Regions from separate parts of the Hordeum vulgare genome. Here region 2 is linked to region 1. A link is a contact called in public Hi-C data. All regions are on one chromosome and are shown on one strand. Each heading gives the region's core, a stretch centred on a gene start, on an enhancer-like site or on the middle of the called end of the contact. The rest is flanking DNA. Distances are from core to core; before and after follow the strand shown. Region 1 has its middle 14 kb from the start of LOC123400150. Region 2 has its middle 4.9 kb from the start of LOC123397049.

The links. Hi-C and Micro-C count contacts between places; a contact is called where the count stands out from the background.
Region 2: a Hi-C map of seedling shows a contact between it and region 1, with 2.2 times the contacts expected there. The contact joins two enhancer-like sites. A contact is called at or near these places in 3 of 6 Hi-C or Micro-C datasets (leaf and seedling).

What each region holds. Positions count from the first base shown.
Region 1 is chr5H:503,726,348-503,733,839 of MorexV3_pseudomolecules_assembly, forward strand. No RefSeq gene overlaps it. Among protein-coding and RNA genes, the nearest start is that of LOC123400150, 14 kb to the left of the region's middle. Within about 2 kb of position 4,759, at least 3 of the 3 cell types and tissues checked have open chromatin away from gene starts, as enhancers often do. A contact at or near this core is called in leaf and seedling, where this site is marked.
Region 2 is chr5H:503,815,115-503,822,606 of MorexV3_pseudomolecules_assembly, forward strand. No RefSeq gene overlaps it. Among protein-coding and RNA genes, the nearest start is that of LOC123397049, 4.9 kb to the right of the region's middle. Within about 2 kb of position 4,542, at least 3 of the 3 cell types and tissues checked have open chromatin away from gene starts, as enhancers often do. A contact at or near this core is called in leaf and seedling, where this site is marked.

The DNA of each region.
Region 1 (7,492 bases), core at 3,509-6,008:
TCAAGAAGAACATGGGGTGGAGGAGGTTGACAATGGGGTGTTCGACCAAGAGCAAGCAAAAGCTCGTGCAAGATCGAAGAACTACACGTACTTGAAAGATCAAATCTTGATCAAGGCTTGGGAAGTTGTGTCTCTTGATGCGTGCATCGGCACTGACCAAATCGCGAAGCGGTATTGACAAAGGATAGAGGACCGGTTCTTCTGAATGATGACAAAGTATTTCAATAGAACATCACGCACCTTTAGATCACTTCAAGGTCGTTGGGATGTGATCAAGCCGGTTTATAGCCGTTGGGCTGCTTGCTTGGAGCAAGTCCGCAATGCACCTCCAAGTGGCATCATTGAATCTGATTATGTGAGTTATTCTTCACATTGTATTGCAAATGTTTCCTAGCATGAGTTATATTTTGACATAGTTTTTGTTTTGTGGGACAAAGTCACACAAAGCAAGGTATAAGGACATGAAAGCTTCACGTGGTAGGTCATTTAACCTAGAGCATTGTTGGAAATTGCTTCAACATAGCCGTAAGTGAGAGTTGATTGATAAAGAATCCCCATCGAAGAGGAGGTTCTGTGAGTGAGATGGATGATGATGATGGCCCAAGAAACAAGAATAAGCCGGATTGAAACAAGAAAGCGAGGGACAAGATCAAGAGGGAATCAGAGGCATCAAGCTTGCGTGACAAGATAGATACCATGGTGCAATCAAATGAATTGATGGTGGTCAAGACATTGAAGGCAAAGAAGGAGTTGTCTGAGGAAGAACTCGCTAGAGAAGTAAGAAAAGTGGCAAATAATCAAGGAAGACGGGCTGCGCAAGGCTGCCATTGAGGAGAAGAGAGTCGTTGCCGAGGCGAACAAGACCTTGGTCAAGCTTTTTGTCGAGGAAAACAAGATCATGACTATGAACCATAATAAAATGGACGACATCACCAACGAATGGCATATCATATGACAAGGAGAGAGATATTAAAGAGGAGGATGATAGCTGCAAGGTCGGATGGCTTCAGTGCCGCAAAAGAATGGGTGGCGGTGGTGGCGAGTGATGATGGTCGCGAAGGTGATGGTGGTTTTTTTGCATGAGGTTCTTTTTACGGTGAAAGAGAACCATTACGACGATGAAACTATCAAATTGTCGAATTTAAATTTTTATAGTCTGCACGCCGAAGCGACATACCTCTCGTTGGTTTTACAGTTTGGTTGTATGAGGTCTGTTTCATCGTAGCCTGTGCCAGCCCGTAAAACGTGTTTTTAATAAACTGTAAACACGCGATAAAGATGAATGATATAAAAGGTCCGCTAGATTTGTTCTTATCCGGGTGGGAGTAGCTCTCGGCCGGACCGGGGAAAATATTGGAGATAGCGATCCATCCTCATCCTCCGGCGCTGCGCGGCCCCGCGGTCAAATCAGACGTCTGGATACAGCGGAGGTCTCCCGGGTTTTTAACTCCACGGACACGTCCAGCCATACAAACAAACGCGGACGATTTGGCTCACCCGACGCCGGGTAGGAGCCCCTGGACTGGACTGGACTGGACTGGACGTGTGCGGCCTTTCGGTGCTCCGGAAGACAGGGAAGGAAGGAAGGCAAGGAAGGCAAGGCACCGTCGTCCACTCCTCCATAGCTTCCAGCCGCCGTGGAGCTGAAAGCTGATTGAGGATGGCTGTGGAAGTGCCCAGTAAAAAAAATCCTGGCGTCGCGGGGTACGCGACGTCTCGTCCGCGTTTGGACACATCCTTGTGCGAGATGCTGATGGTGCAAAACTGCAAAATGGCAACGGGCGCACGCACATCACACATCCATTCCATTCTTGTGCGCATTCTAGCCCGTCGCTACTCGTATAACCATGCATGCATGCACGGTTACCAGATATGACCTCTGGCGTGTGTTTATACAGATACGTGTATGCGCATGTATATAAATGTTTGTGTTTGTATTATGTTTAAAAGATACTAGTAAAATTACCCGTGCATTGCACAGAGAGCTTCAGTACAAAGGAAACACAACGGGAGCTTCACTCCAAAGCAAACACCAGATACCATGAACCATGGTTAGCCAGTTTGAGGAACCGAGTTGCAACACGAAGGTCATTAATGACATCTTGTCTGGCCTACTAATCAAATAATTGAGCAAACACTTGATCCTTCATAATTTGGCCATAAAGACCGAAAACCAACACGTTAAATTTGCACCAATAGCGAACAAAGAAGTCAAGGCGCAAGTAGTTTTGGATTTTTCCGAAGAATCAACTTCCAAGTGGAATACTCCCGTCATGCCTAAATATGAAATTGTTTTGCAAGATGTTTTAGTTTACAAAATCGTCTTATATTGTGGGATGAAGGAAATATTACACTATGCAAAAGAAGTTCACCTTTGCCCTTGTGAGGTCGCGACGCCCACCCATCACACAGTTGTGGTTGGTGTTGAGTTTGATGACGGAATGGCCGTTAAAATCCTGATAATCCTGGTGTTCAAGTACAGTAACATTAGCCGCTCCTCCACTATGAGGCCTTGTTATCAAACAGCTCCTAAAATGAGTAGGACCAAAGTCAGTTATACCTAAAGAAAGAAAATAAAAGAAAAGTAAACTGAATGATAAGAGGAAAACTGATGGTGCAAAATCCAGAACAAGCAAGCATGGGGAGAAAGGTGCAGAAAATCCCAAGCCTAATCGTCAGCAGACACAAATTCATCACACATGCCTAATCGTCAGCACACACAATAGGTGCTTAAGCAAAAGTTTTCACTTAAATTTCAAACTTAGAAGGCATGGATTCCTTGTCTTTAAGTTTTTCCTTCTGAAAAGCTACTTTGAACTTGCGAATGGTCAAGAATCATATAGAGAGGATAAATCATGAACAACTAATGTGTTTGTTTTTCTGTTGCTAACTTGCCTATGTTGTTGTGCTTATTTCTTCTTCGCATTGTGCCTCCCGAGGGAATCGTAGTAGTATTCAGTGGTTTCTGGATCCCGCGACGACCTAGGACGGACGCGTTGGTAGCCGGTGAGGTCGCTTCTCGCAGCGCGACCATTGGGGATGCCGAGTCAGGGAACTCGAGCGGGTCGTCGTGGTCGCCAGGTAGATCGATTGGGTGGCCATCTCCTCCGCCTGCAACAGCTGCGTTGGGATGCAGCTCCTTGTTGGGCGTCACTGCGGCCGCCGCGCCGCCAAGTTCGAGCTCGTTGGCAGCACACAGGTAGCACGTGCTCACTCTGTCCAAAATTGATATAGCAGGTTGGACGTGGAGGAGGCTGGGGAAGACGCCGGAGAAGATTGGGCTTGGTTGGAAGGGTAAGGAGAAAAGAGCGGTGGCGGGTGTCGGGACGGCAGCGGCGACGCTGGAGAGAAGTCGAGAAGGAAGAGCTGCATCACGTGGAGGTGGTGTCGTGCGTCCGTTCTATTTTCTGGTTTTTCTTTGCATGCATGCGATCTGTTTAGGGCGTGTGATTTTTCTGGTAAGTAACTTATTTACGTAGTGTGGGTTGATTAGAGAAAACACATGGACTTTTTTGTAAACATTAATAACGGACTAAGAATATCTATTTTTTTATGTTTAAACTACTACAAATGCCCATGCGTTACACCGGACGAAAATTAAATAAGGTTACGCTAAATATTTATTTTTAGACCATGAAATTTCGACGTATCCTAACAATGTTTGTCATGACCTATTTCAGCTTCACATTTTCTCCCGGCACAGTTTCTGCCCCGTTCTTGCTGGCAGCCGCAGCCCCCTGTGCCTACATTATGCCATACCAGCTAGCCCTGCATACCGCCGCCACGAGTTGGCGAGCACCAAAACAGTCATGAAAGCCACTGTGCAAGCTCCTGCTCGCCCCGAGCGGCAATCCACCTGTAGCCGCACTGGACGTGCAGACCACGTCCACCTTCACCATCTTGCCGATGACATCCAGCGCCTTCGAGATGATATAAAGTGGATACGTGCCTGATTTATTCCCCATCTATTATCTATAATCTGAATATTAATGAAGCTTTGGGTTGTAGAAGAAATCCCTGTCCTTTCGTTTCTATCCCAGGTGATCAGGGTTACTAATTCCTTCCAATGCAGTTTGCTTTCTTTTCCGGACTGGAATTCAGCGTGTGACAGTGTAACTCTGCAATATACGAACCCAATGAAACGTGTGGAGAAGTGTTAACACTTTTTTATGAACTATGAGTTGACTCTCCATGAAATATGAGGGGTTTTGTGCAAAAACACGACGGAATAATAATACCTATTTATTTTATTATTAGGTATAGAAGTTATGATATCTGGCTAATGATCGAAGTAGTACTATTTCGTCCATCCCATAATATAAATGTGTTTTTAATATTATAAGACAAATGAGATAGTTTCGAAGGTAAGGCTGGTTGTAGTGGGTAATGCATATGATACTAGTGTATGATACCACATCCGTAATGTATAGTATCATATGTTAGTATCATAGTGTAATTTATTTATTATCATGCGAGATACATAGTAGCACATCATTTAATATGATACGGTATCATGATATGATACTTAACCCTTTCTTTTTTAATTTAATTCTATGTCACCTCATCAAAAATGCTTAGTTGGCATGCATGATACTACCTATGATATTTAACAGCCTAAGACGCGTAGGCGACAAAACAACTCTTGAGCACTTGAATAGTCAGTCGCGTCCTGTCTTAATTAATTGGTTGACAATGCTTTTTGCGTTGTGTACTGTGGTACGCGATCAATCGCCGCCAGACAGGAAACCAGAGTGGTACATGTGAACCGCCTGTACCAATCGACCAGTTATTGCTTCAGCCTCAACCCAGCCCGGAGCGCACATCTGACCCTACCGTCCTTTTTTTACTTCGTATGTAAAATTGATTAGAAATTAAATTTTATAAGGAAAAGCAGGTGTTCAACCCATTGATTTTTTTCTTTTACATCCGCCGCGTCCTGTGTTTTGTCACGCGTCTTGATTACGTCCACGCACCGCATTTCTCCTTCATCCTTATTCCTTAGAACCCTCGCCACTAATGCGTTTTTATAGCTAGTTTCATTCATGCAATTGGTCACATGTTTTAAAATCAAACCCCAACAAGTGGTATATTGCAGATCAACTAAAAGGTAACTCCGTTGACGATGGCCTCCCCAATTATGGCGGAGCGACAAGGCTGGCTGGGCCTAAATGGTGGCCATCGACGTCGCCCACGTATTGACAGGAAACGACGCAACCTTCCCAAGCGGACGAGGCACACCCCCCTTGCCGCCTCCGCCGCGGTGCGAGCCCAACGAAAACCAGTACGACGAACCATGTCCAGGACCAGCGTCGCGAAATCGTCGGCTCCGCCTCACACAACGGAAGCTGCACGTGCCTGCCCCTAAAGAATTCTATAAAATGGCGAAGTTGCAAAATAAAGACGGCAACCGGGCTAGTGTTACTGTTGCAACATCTTTGACTGCAAAAAAAAAGAAACATGTGACATCATCAATGTCGCAAAACTAGGAAAAGTAATCTGCAACACACCTTGCGTTGCAAATAATTTCCTGTAGTATGAGCTTCGTTGCAAAAGTTCTGCAACATTTTCTTTGTTGCAAAAGTTCTGCAACACTTCTTTGTTACGATAGTAAAACCGATGTTGGGTTGTTGGATGTTGTCAGATTTAAATGGCTGCGGAGCTAGTAGATTTTTTAAAAATATTTATCGTCCCACTTTGTTACAAGAAAGGTCTATGTATATTTTCGCAACATGATATTTATTGTAAAAAACAATCTATAACAAACTCTGTTTCAAGAAAATAATCTACAGACATTTCCGTAACATGATCTTTGTTACAGAAAATATTATGTAACAAATTCCGTTGCAAAAAGAACTCTACACACGTTTTCGCAACATTATCTCTGTCACAAAAGTTAAGATGCACATCGTTAGGTCTGGCGGCTAGCGACCTGGCCGATCTTTTAAAAGGATTGGCCGACCGATGCGTAGCAGTGCCTACTTTATAACTTTGTGAAGTTGACAATATTGATGTGGAAATTTTGAACATCTACATTATTAAAGTTATAAATAACATGACATATCTAAGGGCAACTTCAATGGGTCGACCCAAATGGATGGCCATTTTGTCCGTTTGGCTCGTCCGTCGGCATGTCCGTGTCCGCTTTTTTAAATGGATCAGCACGTGCATCCAACGGGAAGCAAGTGGACAGCAGCACTGTAGTAATATAATAATAGAAGAAATGTGGGTGGGGTGGGCCAGCGAATTAAAAAAACGGGCAGATGTGGGTGGGTGGTTGTGTGACAAGTCGGCGAGGCCGGCCACATGCGGACACAGAGAGGGTGCGCGTTCGTCCGCTTCGTGTCCGCGCCGACGCATTTCAGTCTTAAATTTGAGTCAGAAATGGATCGGTAAGGACGCGTTTTGGAAATGGGTCAGCGCGTTCGGCCATCCATTTTGTCCGCGCGAAGCCAAACAAAGGACGACGGATTGAAATGGGTCGTCCATTGAAGCTGCTCTAACGATGTCATTGTTTATAAAGTTGGCCAAACTAGAAAAATCTTATGAGCATATGTGCAGAGTACTACGTATAGTAAGAATGTCCGGAGGGAGTACTTGATTGACGGCATCGCGCACTGTCCCATTGATTGCTAGCCGGCACGTGATGCAGATACGTACGTCGTACATGCAAGCGGCGTATCCGATTGGGACGTCTATGCCCCGGTCCGATAAGCCGTCCGAGTTTTCAAAATGGTGCCACTCAAAGCTGGCACGCCTCTGTAACCTGTGTGCACCCTCTACTGCAGTCTGTTTTCGTTGACGACGGCGGTTATGATATGTGCTACTAGAAGTAGTACTTTTCCTTATTCTTCTTCCTGATCAATCCGCGGTGGGGTGTGTGGACCGTGCATGTGCATGTGTCCCGTTACCAAGAGAATTCCGGTATCTCTTGTGCTACTCTACGATCACCCTCTTGGCATCCGGCCATTATTTTGCTATTCCGTGTGCGTGCTAAATTGTATTATAGAAGTACGTAGTAGTCTTGTACGAGCAGATTTGTTTTGAGCATGGGACCAGCGTATCACAGCACGTCCAAAACAGTCGATGCCTGCCTGGTCAAAGTGTGGTTCGAGAGTTCCCGCAAAAAAAGAAAGAAGGAAAATGGTGTGGTTCGAGAGGGACACAGATGGACGGCCACACTGTTGTTTCATGGATCGATCAATGGAGCCTCACCGGCGCACGCATCCGATGGATCACACCGGCACGCTGGACGCATCATGTCCTATAAGCATCTACACCCAGGACCCATGACCCTCCATACGTCCGGACGAGCGCGATCAATGAACAAACAAGTGATAGAAGAAAATGACACAATCGAATCCGTCATGTCATTTATATATGTCCGAGTTGTTTACGAACCCTCGTATCACTTTCAAATATGAAGAGGATATGAGGGTTTGAGGACGTATTCGGACGCGTCTGATCAATCCGTCACATAGGACGCGACCTCATC
Region 2 (7,492 bases), core at 3,292-5,791, 89 kb after region 1:
AGAGTAAGTGGCATCTCATACATGTTCATCATACTTGTTTTTGGTGTGAGAAGTGCTAACTTGTTTTGTTTTTCTTGTAGTACAACATTGCCCAAAACTTGTTCAAAGAAGAGACGAGGACAACCAAGAAGGGCAAGATCAAGAAAGGAAAAATCTTTACCTTGCCTCATTGCTACGAAGTGTTGAAGGATGATGAGAAATGGAAGAAGCGTGAAGATTTGGATGATTTGCATTTGAGCAACAAACGCAAGCGCACAATTGAGTTGAATGATGATGATGAGGAGGATGATGCATCAACGGATGCCGGCAAGAGAAGCCCCACACCCAACTCGGTTTCATACTCGAAACCAAAACGACCGGATGGGTGCAAGAAGGACAAAACCGAAAAGAAGAAGAGGAAAGGAGATGATGAGCTCACAAATGCTATGGAAGCTATTGTGAAGGCAAGAAAAGAAGCCAACGAGGTGAGGAAAATGGCAAGGAACCAAGATGCCGCGGCCGAGGAGAGGAGGTTGGCGGCCGAGGAGAGGAGGGTGGCCGCCGAGGAGAGAAAAGCGGCATTGGAGGAGAGAAGGTGGGCATGGAGGAGCGAGCTAAGTTGTTGGAATGGGAAAAGCACTTGTTCTTCTTGGACACATCTTTGTTCAATGATGCGCAAAAGGAATATGTCAACCTTGCCCGTGAAGAAGTGTTGATTCAAAAAAGAGCCATGATCCGCACAATGGGTGGCGGTGGCCTTGGCGGCGTGGGTGGCGGTGGGCTCGGCGCCATGGGAGGCATGGGCCTCGGCGCCATGGGAGCCATGGGTGGCAGTGTCCTTGGCGGCATGGGTGGCGGTGGCTTCGGCGCCATGGGTGGCTTTGGAGCACCCTCCAACGCTATGGGAGGCATGGGTGGCATGAGTTTTGCTTCTCTCATGGGCGGCATGGGTGCACCTCCGACCATGGGTGGAATGTCTTTCGATGTGCCTCACACACATACCCATGAAAATGCCGTTGAAGATATTGCCAAGACCGTTGGAGCTACACGTGATGCGGTGCGTGATGAGGTTAGGGAGGAAGATTCATCTTCGAAGGCGCAAGAATCGTCTTCGGAAGAAGAGGAAGACGACGAGGAAGATGATTGATGTGTTCAACTTTGTTGGATGAACTTGTATTTTGAACTTGGTTGGATGAACTTGTGGGGATGACCATCTACTTGTTTGTGTTAAATTTCGCATGTTATTGCATTTTGATAAATGTTTCACATTGCATTTTGGGCGCTGCTGCAGCGGCGCGCGCGCTGCATTTTTGCGCGCTGCTGGAGCGGAGCGCGCGCGCTGCAAACCAGCGCTACTGCTGGAGCCAGCGTTGCGCGACGCGCAAAACTAATCGCCCAGCGTCCTGCAAACTTGTTTTTTAGGCGCGGCGCGAAGCGCGTCTGTTGAAGATGCTCTCATAACAGAGGGAGTATGTATTTGGCTCCTTCTATCAACGGTCATGTTGAAATCCTGACTCCGTCACTGCTGTTGAGGAAAAGGAAGCAGGTGGATCACCTGACTAGAGTAAAAGCTGGTGCTGGAGAATACTCGCCCGTTCCCAGCCCAGAGTCGGCCTAAAAATGCTGACAAACGAAGAGCTAATCTGTGTCTTGCAAAGTTGCAAGTGCAAGAGGACCACCGTGGCATATTTATGCAGGTCCGTCGTGCGGAGCACCGTGTGAGAATGGAGGGCCCTGGTGCTGAACTACCGATCATGGTATCATGGCCCGGTCGAGTCGGCACACGGGTCTGCCTCGCCTTTTGCCGTTTCCTCTTTTTCATTTTTCTTCGAGGTAATTGCACTGGAAATCCTACAATTTGTTCAGGATGTGGTGCTTTAGTCCCTGATGTCTAACCCTTTATCACGTTAGAGAGTCAATGGATCGACCAGTCATGCAATCTCGTATCAGATGTCAGGAATCTTTACGTTTTTCATGCAAATCAAACGTTACGAATGCTGGCGTCATCAAAAGAAACCAGGTTTGATTTTTTTTCTTTTAAAAATAAGATCATTTCCCAAATTTGTTAGGTAAAAAGGTCAAACGAAAAATTTGTCCACGCAAGAGAAGGCAACTTGGCCACTACCAGCACCACCCAAGTCCTTGCTCAAAAACAAAAGCACCACGCCAAGTCCCAAACCAGCAAGTTTATCAAACACTAATCCATTTCCAACGAAAAGATGAATACAGAAAATGCATAATCTACAGCGATTGCACCTGCCGGGTCAGCCCAAGGGATGTGATCAACGAAAACGTATCCCAGTTCGAGGTGATGTTGTAGGCTGCTCTCGCTGATCAGACTGTGCTATTGCAAGGTTGTATGGCGTGAGTTGGGAGTTTTTTGGAGCGAGCCAAGACTGTTTTGAGTAGACTCTCCTTTATACCAGTTATGTTGCAGACCACTCCAACATCTAATCCTCCTTGTGTGTCAGGTGCTTTCTATGCGGAGGACAAGGGGGGTGGAGTTATTTGGTTGTTTCTTCCCTCACGGTGGAGTCAATTCATCATTGACGTCTACCTCGCCTCCTACGTTGTCTTCCAGTGAGCTCTGGTGCTGCAGATCATGCCTGGGCTCAGGGAGCTATGTTTGAGTCTAACACGAGAGTATGAAGGTGGACTCATCAGTGACTTCGTGTGAGGGGCATGATTCATCTTTGTCAGGTGTGCATCTGGAGGCGTCCGAGTCCTATGGACCTGAGGTTCCTATGCTTGAGGCTATTGATGAGGACGGTGTGTTGGCATCTTCCAGCCACTTGGTTGACAACAACTACGTCCGCAACTACAACAAGACTAATGGTTGTTTCTTGAAGGAGAAATCAAACATGAGCAACGGTAAGAAGTGTAACACCAAAGGAAAGGCGTCCTCGATTCATGATGGATAGTGCTATGACTCTGGTGTCGTCACCGTGGATTTCATTTTTTGGGTTTGTGTTGTGGGTTTGGATGTGTTGTGTAGGTATTGAGAGCAATGGTTGTTAGGTGTTGGAAGCATTGGACAGGCTGTCTAAGTGATCGTACTGTTTTATGCTTTGTGAGTATAACTTTGAGGGTGTGTGTATCGATTTTCATCTGGTTCTTCATAAATTAACAGAGTATTTTTTTTCTTTTTAATTAATCGATGAGGCAATTTTTTTTGTCTTTGTTTAAGAAAAAACGTATCCCGGCGCGACAGGACGCGGGACTGATGAATCGCCGAGGATGCAGCAGCCGCCACTTGCAAACCAACGGCTGACCGGAGTTCCATCTTTGCAAATGCACCCCAAGTTGACAACCTGCCTGAGCCTCAACAACCCATGGTTTGCAAGAATCTGGCGCTAGCTCTCGCCAGGACCGGCCAAACTAAAACTTAAAAGATAGCAATACCAGCGAAGCTGTCTCCCCCGCGGTCAGATCAAATGTCCAAAATACAGCCAAAGTCTCCCGAGTTTTAAATTTACTCCTGCTCGAGATAGAAAGTGGCCACTGACGGCGACTGTCCGGAAGACGGCGCGGACGTCGGGACAAACAAATGCAGACGATTTTGATCTCACCAGGCAGCAAACCGCCCCTCGCTTTGCCGGGCGTTCTTCATAATAATAATAAGAAGAAGAAGAAGTGCGCCCTTTCGGTGCTCCGGAAGCCGCTTGCCACCCACGATCGTAATTTTCAGACATACTGTAGTGGATGAGTGGATCACGATCGGTAGGACGTGATCCGGCTAAAGCCATCGATAGATAGATGGTCTCGTTCACCCGCCTAGCAAGAAAAGATCTCCCGCATGTGCATCCGCCTCTTCAGATGAGATTGCAACACATCCTTTTACGTTGTCCTGCTAGTGGCCTGGCTACTTCCACGTTGAAAACATCCTTTTTCTTTCATTTGCAGCCTGTATATGCTGCTGGCAACAGACCCACGCGCACATCACACGTCCCTTCGAGTGCAAGACTCACAGAGACAACGAATGGATGGATCCAAAGAAAACTTGTGTACGGTGACCGTCACGGTATGAACCCTAGCTGCTAGCTGGTGAGCAGACATTTTTTCTTCCTTTTCTTTTCTTTCAATCAATAACATAAAGAGTGGATGACTCAGTTCTCGCGATAGCTAAGACCACCCCTCGAGCATTCCAATAGTCCTGCCCGTTCTATAGTAACTAATTGGTTGATAACACAACACTCGATCGATCGCCGCCAGACATGAACCGGAGTGGTGGTACTACATGTGAGCACGAAGCAGCTACCAATCATCCAGCTATTCCTAATCCTAATCGAGCGATGAACAGAATCTCTTAACCGCACGCAACTCCGTTCGATAATTGCTGGGTAATCAAGCAGCAGGGAGTCATACGTCTGACACTCAAGTCGACGGCAAGCTAGGGCTATCCGTTCGCGGTGAGCTATCGGCGTCGACCGCTTGCCGCAGCTTAGCTGCCTCTGAGTGCATATCTTATCAGCCCGATCGGGACGTCTATGGCCCCGGTCTGATAAGCCGTCTGGGTTCTCCATGTTAATTGTAGCTACTCAAGCCAGCACGCCTCTGTAAGCTGTAGGCTGTACTAGCTACTACTACATGTGGCTCAGTCCGTTTCCGATGAAGATGACGGTCTTTGGTACGTACGTACGGCGCCTGAACCTGATGCCTGACCGGTCATTGCTTTGTCCCCGTTATGTGCAAATCTCGAACGCAGACGGGACCAGCTAGCATGCATACCATCCGTCCAAAACAGTCGGTGTCTGTCTGGTTCGAGTGCGGCTGGAGAGGCACACATAGACGGCCGCAGTGTCGTTTCGTGGCACGATCGGTGGAGTCTCACCGGTGCACGCATGTGTCGCGTCAGTCCGATGGATCAGACCGGCACGCTTGGCTTGACTCATTTGTCTGTGCTTATAGGCAAAATGCACACAATTGATCATGCATAAAATTATTTCACAAACTGAGTCATGCTTTAAAAAAATATTATTTTACAAACTGAGTCACGCTTTAAAAAAATTCACTCAACTGACCTTTTTATGTGCGGCTCAACTGGCAGACGCCATATTACACTATGTAACGTTTAAGTTAAAGACGCACACATACTATCAGACTGGCGCCTCGTGTCAAGGTCCAACCCCACTCTCGCAGTATGGTGCCTAAGGCCAACTCCACTGCACGACCCTAAATGGGCATCCGATTTGACCGGATTTTGTCCGTTTGAGACAGCAATGCCCATGTCCGCCTCTGTCGATTGGGTCGTGTGTGCGCCCACCACGCGGCCGCACCCCTAGTCATGTCGCGTTGGACTTGATTAAAAAATAAAAAAACTCAACTAAAAATAAATAAAAGCAGTTAAAAAACCTAAAATATAATAATATTAACATTAAAAACGGCCCAGTTTTCACGGCCACAAAACGGCCCAGTTTGACATAATTAATATAAAAAAAAAGTCCGTCGTTGCCGTCGCAGTCGCCGTCTTCACTGGCCGCCGGTGTCGTCGTCGTCGCCGTTGCTGACGACGTCGTGCTCGTCCCTGAGCCAGGTGTCCGAGAGGGTGGAGTCGGCGGCGCACCTTTCGTTGTAGTATAGGTCGTCGGGGAGGAGGCGGAGGCGGCGCTCGATCTCCTCGCGGCGCGCACGACCGCTCGTCGGCACCGGCGGGATAGGAACGCGGTCGGCGCCACGGGACCGACGTCCTCGTCTCCCAGTAGCGTCGGCCCAATTTTCGCTCATAGACTCATGCATCACCATCCTCTTGAGCATCCAACCATATACTCCATCCGTCTTAAAATAAGTGTCTCAAACTAAATATAATTTTATACTAGAGCTAATATAAAGTTGAGACACTTATTTTGGGACACAGGAAGTATTAGTTTTCCTTTGTACTCCTCTTGGTAAATATTCTAAAGATTTCATCCCTAAGATGTTAGAGAAGCCACTTTTCTTTTCTTTTTTTGGCCAAAAAACAAAAACAACATTGCTTTTTTACTAGAACATTTTCGTTTTAAAACAGCTTTATACTTTCTCTGTTCACAAATATACGGTGTTTTGGGTGTTTCGGTATAGACTACGTACAAACGAAAATGAATAAACAACCATATGAAAACACACTGCCCCGATTCAAAAATGTGTAAAATGTGTCATTGTTTAGTTCAGTACATCTGATTTAGAAAACGCATTAGTGGAATATCCATAAATTTGTTTATATGTATACGTAATAATAAAGGAGCTATTTGCTTCGGACGGTACATTTGAAAATTCCCCCAAAAGTTGCAAAAACATTATCCGTCAACGTCATCTATAAGTGAGAGAAAAAAGTTTCACACAGGGGAATCCCTTGTCTGGCCCGGCCCATGCAGTAGCGACCTCTTATACAGTGTTCTGTGTGCTGGCGAAGATGCATTCCATACGTCTGGCCGGCCCATGTCTTTTTTATATGTTTTTATTTTGTGTTTTTTCTATTTTTAAGAGTTTATGACTTTAAAAAAATCCGAGAATAAAAAGTGGGATTCATTAAACAAAATGTTCAATAAATCATAAAAAGTGTGAATTCAATTTATTTTGCTCATTCAAAAAATATCCAAAATATTAAACAAATGCACAGGAACTCAAAAAATGTACATAAATTTTAGAAGAATTCTTCTATTAGAAAATTTTAACGAAATTTAACAAAATTTCGCCAATTCAAAAAATGTGAATGAAATAAAAATATCCTTAAAATTCAAAAACTCTTGGTGGCTTATAAAATAGTTTATTCATTCATAAAATGTTCGCCGATTCAAAAAATAATCATGAATCTGAAAAATGTTCATTGAGTTCAAAAAAAAAACTTAAATCAAAACAGTTCGGTAATTTCCAAAATTGTTGTACTAATTTCAAAAAAATGTTCGTTGATTCTAGATACGTTCGCCAATTCAAGATTTTCTTGAAAAAATTGTAAATAGTATAAAATTCCCATTAATTCCATTCTAAAAATGTTCTTGATTTTCGAAAAATTATACAAGTGTTCACGAATTTGAAAAAAGCATCACAGCTTCAAATTTGTGCACGTGTTAAAAGAATCTTCATGATTTCACGGAATTAAGGGTGGTAGTATATTTTGGCGATGCATCAAAATGTGGTCCAGATCATCAAAGACTATTAATTTTTTTCTCGCGTTGCAACGCACTGGCCTTTCGTTACTTATATCTCGACCTAATAATAAAGCAAATACGTTTTCTGGTCGTCCGTCGTGGCTGTTTTGCGAAAAAGTTCCTCCGTTTTCGAGCATTCAACCCACAGCCCCTGATTAAGTGAGGGATATGTGGAAAAACGTTTCATATTTGCAAGAAAGCCCCTGCATCTGTAATTTTTTCAGTCGAAATCCTTTGTTTGATCTATCCTCTTCCAGCCGCGTCGGTGCAGGAGAAGGTGAGTGGCGGCGCCCTTGTCGGCGGACTGGAGGAGATCCTCACCGACGGGGGTCACCGGCGTCGAGGTGGCAAGGTGAGGTCGCCACCGCCGCCGGCCCCTCGCTCAGGTA